Regions from separate parts of the Urocitellus parryii genome. Here region 2 is linked to region 1. The links are chromatin contacts, called in public Hi-C maps. All regions are on one chromosome and are shown on one strand. Each heading gives the region's core, a stretch centred on a gene start, on an enhancer-like site or on the middle of the called end of the contact. The rest is flanking DNA. Distances are from core to core; before and after follow the strand shown.

Region 1 (3,138 bases), core at 374-2,873:
CTTTCAGGAGCCCTATGAAAACAAAAAAACAAAAAAACAAAAAAAAACAATTGTTGAATCTCACTTATAAGAAGAACAAAGGCAAAACTGACTATGATAATAATTATCCTTGCATTTTAAAAGTACTTTTTTCTTTTGTTTTTACACACCAGAATATAAATACTAGGTCTTCTTTCTTAGACTCTTTTGTTTCGTATGTGGCATCGTACAAAGCATATCGGCAATCATTCAGAGGTAGCAACTTCACAAAAGATGTGTAGGGGTCCTCTACAGTATCACCAATGTCACCCACCAAGATCTGCTTTGCTTCCTCTACAATTATTTGTCTTTTGTCATCGCTTAAACAGAAGAGAACTGCTTTCTTTCTTTTTTTGATCTCCTCTTGTGTAGAAGATTTCCTTACTTTCATATCATTAAAAACTTTGATGACTTCATCATTCACTGTAACTCCAGATGCCTGAAAATAAACAAAGAATGGTAATTCAGAACAAGCATTCTGGATTTAAACAAAATTGTCTGCCTACAGAGGATTCAATTTGGTTTGGACATTAAAAATCGCACTGAAGGATGCAAGCAGTCAAAACAGATTAATTTCATTTTAAAGATTTGGTACATGATACATCTAAAGACTCAAACTCATCCTGCCCATTCATCCTTTTTAAAGGTGTCCAGGGAAAGCAAATGGAAGGTGGAGCAAAGGGGACAAATACAAGTTGTCCCATCCCTGAAATGTTTCCTATTTCACTGGGTGATGTCAGACCTTCAGGAGCAGCGGCAAAAATACCTTCTGTATTGTGTCAACTCTGCAGGCCTTTAAAAAAACACTTTTGGATTTCAGTTAATGCTTCTACTATTTTTTTTTTCTTTAAAGTCATCCTAGCCACTGTCGTTTCCTCATAAGGAAAGGGAATCAAGTGTAAACTCCAACCGCCTACGGATACAACATAATTGCCCCACAGCTCAAAGGCAGACACGTCAAAACTAAAAAGTCCAATGTAGAAGCTTTTTTACCACGAGAAAGCATTAAAAAAAAAAAACAACAGTTTTCCCACCTTTTCAGTCTTCCCTTAAGAGTTTTATTACAGGCCATCTAGACCCTGACCCGAAGCCTGCAAATCACTTACCAATTTTAGAGCGCGCGTGTTAAGAAAAATTAGGAAGCGAAGGGCAAACGCGGCACCTAGGGGGCTGGACCCTCCTGCAGCCCGGGCAGCACGGCCCCGACCCCCACCCCCACCCCCACCCCCGCGCGCACTCCCGGGCCCTCCCCGCCCCCAAGAATCCCGAGAGCAGCAGGGCTGGGCCTGACTGCGGAGGGCAGGCCGGCCGGCTGAGAGCAGCGGGGCTGCTGCGGGGCTACAGCGCGGGAGCGCCCACCTCGGAAGCCAAAAACTGGTTAAAATGGCGGCCCCATTCCCCGGGTCGTGCGGGGCCGCTCTGGGGGCTTCCTTGCTGCGCCCCCGTCTCCCGGCCGGCGCGCCCGCCTTACCATAGTGCCCGCGGCTGTGACTGCGGCAGCTGCTCCGGCTCCGTGGATCTGGGAGGAGGAGAAGGAGGGGCAGGCGGGCAGGCAGGCGGCTGCGAGTGCGGGGCACGCCGGGAGCTGCAGCCCCGGGGAGGCGGCGGGGCTGGCGGGCCGCAGGAGGCGGGCGGGGCGGTCACGTGGGCACGCCCCGTCCCCCGCCGGCGCCGCCCCGCTCCCAGGCCCTTCCGCCTCGCAGCCTGGGGGCCCCCAGCCCGCCCGCGTCCTCCGTCTGACCCCGGAGCGCGAACCCGGCAGGCCCGGGCCGCTGCGGGGCGGTGACGCGAGCCCAGGGGCCTGGCAGAGTCGCCTTCAGCCATCGGGCACCGCCCATCGGCCGGCTGGAGAAAGCGCCCGACTCCCAGAGGGGCGTTTCCACCCTGCCTCCGCGGGGCGCTGCTGCTGGGGTCGTGTGTGTGTGTGTGTGTGTGTGTGGCCTCCGCGGGGCGCTGCTGCTGGGGTCGTGTGTGTGTGTGTGTGTGTGTGTGTGTGTGTGTGTGTGTGTGTGTGTCGCTGCTGCTGGGGTCGTGTGTGTGTGTGTGTGTGTGTGTGTGTGTGTGTGTGTGAAGAACTGCCCGCGGAGGTGTCTTTCGTTCCTTCGCCCTTGGTTTCCACCCCAACGGGCCGAATCTCAACGTTTCGAGTCTTTTGGGAACCCTACCAAATTTGTGTGAACTGTTTATAACCCTTTCCTTACTAAATGAGAATAAACACTAAAAGGGGTTACTCCCACTTGATTGACGTACTCTGCAAAAACCAGATAATAGACACCCGCGAAAAATAACTTCAAAATTCTGTAGTCGAAATAACAATGATAGGTAGCAGCATTCCTTGGTGATTTCCTTTTCTGTATTAGACTCCTAGGAAGCGGGTTGTACTCGCTGTTAGGAGTGTTCTGATGCCTCAGTTTATGACGGCTGACATTAGATAAATGAACCCAGGAGTGGAGATTCCTCCCTCTTGGCAATCAGAATCCCTTCTAGCAAAGCCTGCCCGGCTGAGACGAGACGGCTTCTCAAATACATCTTATTTATCATAGAAAAGTTTTCACTTTATATCTTGAGGAAATTTTCATAAAATTTAACACTTTATGAATTTATAATGAACGCGTTACAAATTAAACACTATGTTTAACGATTATAATGAAAAGCAGGTGCTACCTTTTCTCCTAAATCTTTACCATTTTTGCCTCACTTTATTTGTAAAATTGGTAGATTGAATTTAAAACTCTAATCAACAGTTAAATGTATTTTGTAAAAACGTTCTGTACTAAAAATGTAGAATTGTCATTGTTTGAGTTATTAAATTGAATAACTCAGGTGAATCTTGAAGCAAACCATGTGTAAGCCAGAACTTTGAGGGGGCAGATTTGGGAGAGTTGAATGGTTGAATGCTACTCATGGTACTGCCCCATCTCTTATCCCCTCCAAACCTCACATTCTTTTTTTTTTTTAAGAGGGGGGGGGACACAGAGAGAGAGAGGAGAGAGAGAGAGAGAGAGAGAGAGAGAGAGAGAGAGAGAGAGAGAGAGAGAATTTTTTTTTAACATTTTATTTTATTTTTTCTTAGTTCTCGGGGGACACAACATCTTTGTTGGTATGTGGTGCTGCTGAGGA
Region 2 (3,138 bases), core at 324-2,823, 130 kb after region 1:
CAAGGAGCCCAGGGAGAGAAAAAGAAGAGAAACAAAAGGGCGCTGGGGAGGGAGTCCCTACAACCCCTCTCACCCCCCCGCCCCGCGCGCTCCGCCCGGCCCTTACTCATAGTGGCGGAAGATCTCGTTGGTGACTTTACAGTAGAAAACTTCCTCGTCCGGCCGCAGGTCCACGGGTGGCTTCTGTCTCACAAACGGCTTTCGGTGTAGCAGCGGCATCTCCTGTCCGCCCGCGGGTTTGCCCCGACCCTCGGCCGCCCGTGTCGGCCCCTCTTCCCTATCAAAATTGGAGGGAAAGGAAAGCCGGTAAGGTGGGGAGTGCTAGCGGCGGCGTGGGGCGGTCCGCGCGCTGGGGAGAGCTCGACTGCCTTTTGTGTGACTGACGCGCCTTGGCTGTTACAGGAGCCGAGTTCTCTCCTGCCGCCACCCGGGTGTTGAGCGAGTACAGCAGCCGCCACCGCCTCAGCCCTCCAAGTGCGCCCCACCTCGGCTCGCCCGGCGGGCGGCTCACAATGGGGCCAGGCGCCCCGCGGCGGCCCCCTCCCCCTGCGCCGGCTCCCCGCCCGCCGCCGCCGCCGCCGCCGCCGCCGCCGCCGGGCTCACAACGTGCTCGGCGCGCAGCCGGCCAGCCCCACGCCGCGAGGGCGCTCGCCGCGGGCGGACCCTGGCGCCGCTCCGCTTTGTTCCCCCGCTCGCCTACACTTTCCTGCCGGCGCCGTCCGGCTTCGGAGCGACAGCAAGGAGCCCCTCACCTGCGAGCACTCCGACTGCCACTTCTCCACCTTCTCAACTGAGAAGGCAGAGAGGTCCCGACCCTCCCGGGGGGTCCCTTCTGGCCGGCCTTGCCGCACTAGTGGCCGCGGCTTCTCACACTGCCACTGCCCTGCTCCGCGCCGGGGGATCGCGTCCCACCGCCACTTCCCCGCCTCTCGGAGCTCCTGGGAAGTTTCTGATCTACTTTCGGCTCCGAAGGAGGAAGAGCTGTTGGGAGGAGCTTTTCACTTCTAGCTTCTACCTTTTTATTGGCTACTCGATGACTTTTACAGCCTGTCACTGATACAGGAAGAGACGGCGGAGAGTCTGGGAGAGCTACATTATTAATTAATGAAGCAACCCCTTGTGAAGAATCAGAAGCATCCTCCATGTTTGAGATTATCAGCCAAAAGATCTAGGGAAAGCGCCGGCGTTTATGGACACATGGCTGACAGTAAAGCCTTCATCTTCAAGTTTCTCACCAACCCTTGGCTACATGTAATTGGGATTCCACTTACGATTACGAAGAGAAATGTTTAAGAAATAAAAATGTTTTGGTGTTTGTCTTCAAAATTAGAATTCATATAAAGATAATCTTGTACGTGTAAATATGCGACTTGAACAAAACATACTTTCTCGACATCCGTTCTTTTTAATACTTAGGGCAATTCAGTCAAAGATTTAATTAGCCCAGACGGGGAAATAAGTTAGAAAATGTCATGGTGCCTATGAGACCCCGAGATATTTACAATTAAATAACACACCCTTTGAAAAGTAAAATTTACACCACTGTAAATATTTGCAAAGATTAATGCCTAATTCAACTAGAATTTTAAAGATTATGGATTTGCTACTAAAATTTTCCCTAAGCAACATTCCCATATCAGTACTTTTCACTTATGAAACCAATTTTAATGTACGTAGTATACAGGGCTTTTGAATTAAAAATAATTTTCCAAAGCAGAACTCAAGAATTTTTACTAGCTTTGTTTTAAATGATTTTATTTTGCTATTGCCCTTGCTCTTTGCTTATTTGCTAATTAAAATGTAAGAATGAGTCTAAAAGTAAGATTGAGAATGGTTATTAGACAAAAAAGATTATTTCTTCTAACTACTAATGTAGTGATGTGATAATTACAGAAAAAATACGGGATCAGCTTATATCTTCAAATTAAGTACATTCGTACTTTGGAGCAGAAAATTAAGAAATCTGTTTAAATCTAGTTATCATTTTTTAACTTTTCTCAGGCTGCTTTTACCTGCTTATACAACTAGCAAAATGGAACATACATTAATGGCACAATATTCTTTCAGTGTTTAAAAAATTATTAATACTATTTCTTAATGCATCTTACTCTGAATTATAGAAGGTACAGAAGCTTGGAAATGCTGTCACTAGCAAGTATATAAGTAGCCTCTATAAACCTTTCAAAAAAGTACAGACTAAAAAGATTTGGGTTTTAAATTGGCCTTCAACTAATATACTGACAGACAAATTAGAATTCTCTACCTAGCAAGTACTTATTGGCAAAAAATGTAGAACCCATATATGTAGCCTCAATCTTTTGAGGACAAGAAAAAAGAATAGTTTTACAAACTACTTTTTGTTTTCTTTCTGGTGCTAGTGATTGAACACCCAACACCCCAGGCATGCTAAGAATGATCTATACCACTGGCTATACTCCAAGCCCAAAACCTATATTAAAGCATCACCTTTACAACTCAAAATCTCAACTATTAAGTTAAAAATAGATGAAATTCTCTGAATACTCAAGTGTATTTTAGATCTCTCTATTGGAAATATTTTAAAAATTGTTAAAGTCTTGATAAAAAGCAGTAATATTTATTTTTATCAAGTGCAAATTTTAAACAGTTGGAACCTTATATAACAAAATTGAAATTCTGGGTTGGGGATGTAGCTCAGTGGTAGAGGATTTGCCTAGTATGTGTGAGGCACTAGATTCAATCCTTGGCACCACATAAAAGTAAATAAATAAAATAAGGTACATCTACAACTAAAAAGAACTTTTAATTGTTCGTAATTCTATTTCATTAAAACATCAAACTCAACATACTGAAATTTCAATAAAATCATAACTCAATTCTCTGAGTTACATAAGGTTTATTTTAACAATTTGTGATATTTAATATTTTACATATTGTTCATTACTTCAGAATAATGTCAGTTAAAATCATAACATGCAAAACTTTAGTTTTAATGTGTTTATAACAATGAAATTGATAGCATACCTAAACTGCCTCATTAAAAAATATTTCTCTTAAAGAAATTATTTCTAACTAAAACTTACGTAATGTATTGTTCATTTCTGAATTTTGGTATCATGATTACTTCCTTACATTATAAATTACTACTTTTGAGAGTAA

The links. Hi-C and Micro-C count contacts between places; a contact is called where the count stands out from the background.
Region 2: a Hi-C map of muscle shows a contact between it and region 1, with 3 times the contacts expected there. The contact joins the promoter of Baz1a here to the promoter of Cfl2 in region 1. A contact is called at or near these places in 2 of 2 Hi-C or Micro-C datasets (liver and muscle).

What each region holds. Positions count from the first base shown.
Region 1 is chr6:46,713,133-46,716,270 of mUroPar1.hap1, forward strand. It overlaps Cfl2 (cofilin 2), which reads right to left and starts at 1,624. Exons shown (of 4, transcript XM_077799946.1): 1 at 1,490-1,624; 2 at 150-457; 3 at 1-12. The coding sequence starts at 1,492.
Region 2 is chr6:46,846,630-46,849,767 of mUroPar1.hap1, forward strand. It overlaps Baz1a (bromodomain adjacent to zinc finger domain 1A), which reads right to left and starts at 1,574. Exons shown (of 27, transcript XM_077799713.1): 1 at 753-1,574; 2 at 107-277. The coding sequence starts at 219.